Linked DNA regions of Ovis aries: region 1 is linked to region 2. Evidence: chromatin contacts called from public Hi-C data. All regions are on one chromosome and are shown on one strand. The core of a region is the stretch at or near the end of the contact, and the rest is flanking DNA. Distances in the headings are between cores, read along the strand shown.

The links. Hi-C and Micro-C count contacts between places; a contact is called where the count stands out from the background.
Region 1: a Hi-C map of mixed tissues shows a contact between it and region 2, with 2.6 times the contacts expected there. The contact joins the promoter of DNAJC5G here to the enhancer-like site in region 2. A contact is called at or near these places in 3 of 16 Hi-C or Micro-C datasets (mixed tissues, omental adipose tissue and tail adipose tissue).

Annotation. Positions count from the first base shown.
Region 1 is chr3:34,352,803-34,355,502 of ARS-UI_Ramb_v3.0, forward strand. It overlaps DNAJC5G (DnaJ heat shock protein family (Hsp40) member C5 gamma), which reads left to right and starts at 1,392. Exons shown (of 6, transcript XM_027965777.3): 1 at 1,392-1,445.
Region 2 is chr3:34,254,598-34,257,297 of ARS-UI_Ramb_v3.0, forward strand. All of the region lies in intron 2 of LOC121819017 (a long non-coding RNA gene), which reads right to left. Among named protein-coding and RNA genes, the nearest start is that of PRR30, 37 kb to the left of the region's middle. Within about 2 kb of position 1,319, at least 11 of the 54 cell types and tissues checked have an H3K27ac peak or open chromatin away from gene starts, as enhancers often do. A contact at or near this core is called in tail adipose tissue, where this site is marked.

The DNA.
Region 1 (2,700 bases), core at 142-2,641, 98 kb after region 2:
GAGGTAGTAAATTTCTAAGATCATTGACTCAAGATACGGTGGGAGGGCAAATGATTTCAGAAAAAATTTGAGTCCATCATCATCCTTTAGCAGTTATTTAAATTGTTTCCATTACTTTTGCAACCAAATTTAACTTAGTCTTGATCTCAACCCTGTGAAACAGCCCAGGACTTCACAGAAGAGGGAAGAGACTCAGAGATTAAGTGACTTGTCCAAGATCACACAGCTTTTAGAGCCAGAGCCAAAACAAAGACATAGGGCTTCAGACTCCTGGCTTGAGTGTTCTTCCTAGTTCTGCGCTGGGTGTTAGAAGAGACCCCGTGCATAGGAAAGAGAGTCAAAAGGGCTCTGTTTCTAGGGGAGGGCCCCAGGCCAGAGAGTGCCAGACCAGCTTGACTGCTCTGTTCCCATCTCTGCAGCCTGCTGGCTGCCGTGTCATCTCCTTGAGAGCAGAGGGCTTAAAGATAATGGCTATTTCAAGAGCCACAAACTATGATTAGAATTAATTAGAATGTCAGAGGGCAGTGATAAGAAGTAATAACATTCTGGAGCCTCTGACAAGATGTGAAAGATGTTTACTAACCCTTCTCCAAACACAATTTGTCTTCTTTCTCAGGCTCACTTCTATAAAGCAGGGACGTGATCACACCACCTCCCAGGGCTATGAGGATCAAAGGAGACAATAAGGTAAAAGTGTTTTGAAAAGGTACACTAGTGTGTTTGTTCATTCAATTTAACCAACATTTACTGAGCATCTACAATATTCCAGAAACTATGTTAAGAAATGGAGGAAAACTAAGACAAACGAGAAACAAGGAGCCCAGAATTGCCATTACTCTCTCTCCTAATGCTTCTGTCTCTTTATCCCTCGTGTGTCTGTCTTTTTGTCTTAGGCTGTATGAGGAAAGGCTGACTCTCAGTCCTGTCCAATTCTCCAGCTAAGCGTTTCTGTTCCAGGGAATTCTTGCTAGGGCCCAAACTCTGGACCTCCATTGGACCAGCAGAGGGCTCCCTCTGCTATTGCTCATTCAGCAAATCATTAATTCACTTATTCTGAGCAGGCATGGTTCCAGGTGTTGTTCACAATGGTGAACAAGTGGACAAGGTCCTGCCCTCATGGACTTCACTGTCTACTGGTGAAGGCAGACCTTAAATTAACGTACAGATAAATATATATTCACAAATGATGGTGAGGGTGTTCTGAGACGGGGAGAGAGAAGTGGAACTCAATTTAGAGACTCTCAGCCTTCTAAACTCAGCCATGCATGTAGCCTGGGGAGGAGTCCTCCACGCAGAGGAGGGGGAAGGAACACAGTGTCTTCAAAGAACTGACAGAAAAGTGGCTCATCGGAGACCTGAGCAAGCAAGACAGCGGTACTCATGGAGCTGGAGGGAGAGGCGGGGCCGGACCACACTGGGCCTGTAGACTGAGAGAAGGGGTTCGGGTAAGTACAGTGAACTTCAGTGCCTTCTGCTCTCTTCCCAGTGCTGGTGAAGAAACGACTTGGGCTGTTCCACTAGTTCTGTCATCCCATGATGGTGACAAAAAGCTGGAGGTTAGTTAGAGAACAAACCATCAAAAAATTGCCAACTTTATCAATGTTATGTGCCAGCCTGGATGGGAGGGCAACTTGGGAGAGAATGGATACATGTACAGATATGGCTGAGTCCCTCTGTTGTTCTCCTGAAACTACCACAACACTGTTAGTCAGCTATACCCGAATACAAAATGTTTTTAGTGTTAAAAAAATTTAAATTAAAAAAAATTACAACAGTAATAAAATAGAACAATATATTGAAACAATATACTTTAGTAAAAAAAAATTGTCAACTTTAGCTCCTTTACTTTGGGTGACTAACCTCTAAACTCATCTAACCCAGAACCTATGAACTGGTGCGTGATACCAAAGGTTTTCGTCCCCACCCCTACACTGATCTACAGAAATAAATTAATCCAGTGGTCGTTGTGCATGTTGAACATGGACTCTCTAGTTTGCTCAGATGACTCACATCTTTGGCATGCAACTGAATCCATGTGCAACCAGCACAATGACCACTGGATTAATATCTGTAGAAGAGGAGGTAAGTGCGCATAAATAACAGTAATAAAGGGAAAAGATAATAACAGCCAAAAGACAGGTGGCAGAGATAGTATTGAAACAATAAAATTCTTTCAGTTACACATTACAGGTACCACTGGCGTTCCTTAGCTACGAAAACCAACATCATGAAGTAGTAAACTTCATGCAAGCCTGTCGGAGATTACAGGAAGTGAGGCCAAGCACCCATAGGTGCCCTCATGTCCTGCAAGGCAAATTAGTTAAGGAGGTAAATTGGTACTTTTGGTAACTTTCTAGAAAGAAAGTGGATCAAAAGCCTCAAAAGCCTCAAAAAAATTCACTTTGACCCAATAATTCCACTTTCAGAAATCTACACTAAAGAAAAAAAAAAAAGATTTTCTCAAAGATTAAAGATAAGAATTTTCATAAGGTCATTATACTATTATATCATGATTAGAAACAATTATCCAATCTGGATTATGTAATTATATTATGGTACATCCTCCTTATGTAATAGTATTTAAAGGACGTTTCTGAAGAACAGGCATGACTTTTGGAAATGTTCAAGACATCATTTTAAAGGAAGATGCAAGGTAAATTACAATACGATAGGATAAATGCTTTTATAGAGGAAGGTGGG
Region 2 (2,700 bases), core at 69-2,568:
TGCATGGGAAGAACCTTTTCCTCTTTGCTGCATGAAATCATGTCTTCATGCATTGTCTGCAAATTTCTGCAGCCATCTTGAAACCCCAAGTGGAAGCATCACCAATATGCTGAGGCTGGCAAAGCACAAAGATGGACTAGTTGGTCTTTGGGGATCTGTAATGACCTCATTCAGACTCTGAGCTGATCTTAGACCACCTAGCTACTAGAAATCTTGTTTTGTGAGAAAATGACTGTCCTTAGGACTGATCTGTACTTTTATTTTCTTGTGATACATTGAATATTTGTTTGAAGGGGACTCATGAACAAACTCTCAACAGGGGAACACTTTCATATTTGTTTCTGTTTCCCCCTAGTCACAGAAGTATGAAATGAAAGGTGGTAAGAATGTGATCAAGATATAAGAATTCTTATTTGAATGTTGGATGTGATACCAAAGGTAAATTTTGTCAGCTTGAAAGACTCTGTGCTTAAGTACTGCTCAGTTTGGGAAGCTGAATCAAGCAGATAGTCATACAATAGAGCAACATCAAATATGATAACAGGCCAATTATTATTTATGATAAAGACAGAATACCACTTTTTTTAAGTTTTCAAATGCACCCTTATGGCTACTGAGTTCTATATGGCCAATTGCAAAAATAGTTTGTGTGTCTGTATCCTGTCATGGGGCTTCCCTGGTGGCTCAGTGGTAAAGATCCCACCTGCCAATGCAGGAGATGTGGGTTTGATCCCTGGTTTGGAAGATCACCTGGAGAAGGAAATAGCAACCCACTTCAGTATTCTTGGAGAAGGAAATGGCAACCCGTTCTGGTACTCTTGCCTGGAAAATCCCATGGACAGAGAAGCCTGGTAGGCTACACTTCATGGGGTCGCAATGAGTCGGACACGACTGAGAGGCTTCACTTTCACTTTCAGTATTCTTGCCTGGGAAATCCCATGGACAGTAGAGCTTGGAGGGCTATAGTCCATGGGGTTGCAAAGAGCCAGCCACAACTTAGCAACGATACAACAATCCTGTTATAACCTATTATTTTAGAGAAAAAAACTGATTGGCAGATTTTTTTTTACATCAATAGGGTGATTAAAGAGTCTCTAAAGTGCCAGAAAAAAAAATAATATGGTGCAATGGCTATTTGGCAGCCCCTGTACAGGATGTTACAACACATTTCCCAAACATTCTGTTGGTGGGAATCTTCCTGGCAACACAGAAGGACAGTGAGTTTGTTTCATGAGAAATGTGTGAACACAGTGGTTGTGGATGACCCAAGAGGCAGGGCACGGGGTGGAGATTAAAATGAAATGCTGTCACTAGACATTTATAGCAACAGAATTTGGCATCCTTCTCACCGTTCACAATGAGCTATGACGGGTAAGAGAAGTCACACGATCCATCAATTTGTAACGTGGAAATCCCTCACGTGAGAGAGTTGGAGAAGCAGCTCTGATTTTTCCTATGAGCTGACACAAGACTCAGGCTCACCCCCAAGCTGTTCATAAGCAAGACACACACAGAGAAGCAGGCAAAGCATTAAGAATGCAACTATAACCTATATACATAGATACACATCTAAGTCCCAGACCAACCCCAGAGTAGGACATGAACAGACAGATCCACACAGTATAGCAAAGTCTTTCAAAGCTGAACTAACGTGGGAATTACTTTCTGTAGGAGGTGAGCCAGAACTTGTGGTCTGAATCTCATTGGATCGGTTGCTTGTTAAAACAACAACAGAATAATCAGCATTATTCAGAGGATTTACTAGGACCCAGAACCTCACTTCTAGGTGTTTACCCAAGTGAAATGAAAACCTCTGTTGACAAAAAAACTGAAAAACCTCTACACCATTGTTTACAGCAGAACCTGGGACCAACTCAACACACTGTGGCACATTTATCAAACAGATGGCAAGTTAACAATTAAAAGGAAAGAAGTATTGATACAACAACACAGATGACTTTGAAAGGTATTGTGTGAAACGAAAGAAACGAGGTTCAAAACAGTACCTAATTCCTTTTAAGTAAAACCCTGGAGGAATTCCCTGGTGGTCCAGGGGCTAAGACTCTGCACTCCTAATGCAGGGGGGTAGGTTTGATCCTTGGTCAGGGAACTAGATCCCACATGCCGCAACTAAGAGTTACATGCCACAACAACAAAAAAAGTCCTGCATGCCACAACGACGATGGAAGATTTCCTGTGTCCCAACTAAGACTAGTGGAACCAAATAAAAATAAATAAATATTTTTTTTAAAAACTGAAAAAGGCAAAAATAGAGAGATGAGGAACCACTCTATTGGTTGCACGTTGATTCCTGGTCCTTTCCTGTGTTCTGCTGAGCCAGCTGATTGCTCTTTATTGCTGCCCTCCACTACCCGCCAGTGCCTGCAGCCCTCCTTTCACCAGCTTCTTCCATTTAAGTCTCTCCACCTTGCTACATCAGTTATCAATCATCCATTGGCTTTCATTTTGCAATATTATGTTGACACCTCTTAACTCCTGTTGTCATTTCTCCTTTCTCTCTAACCTTACGGATCTCTGGTCTTTTTTTTTTTTTTTTAACTGTTATTACAGTGGAGATTTAGGAAGAAACAGATAAAACATATTCAATCTTTCATGTTTACCCAACCCCTCCTTTAAGCAAGTCTACAACATAAATGTAGTTTAGGAAAAGGATATTACTTTTTTCATGAAAAAATATGT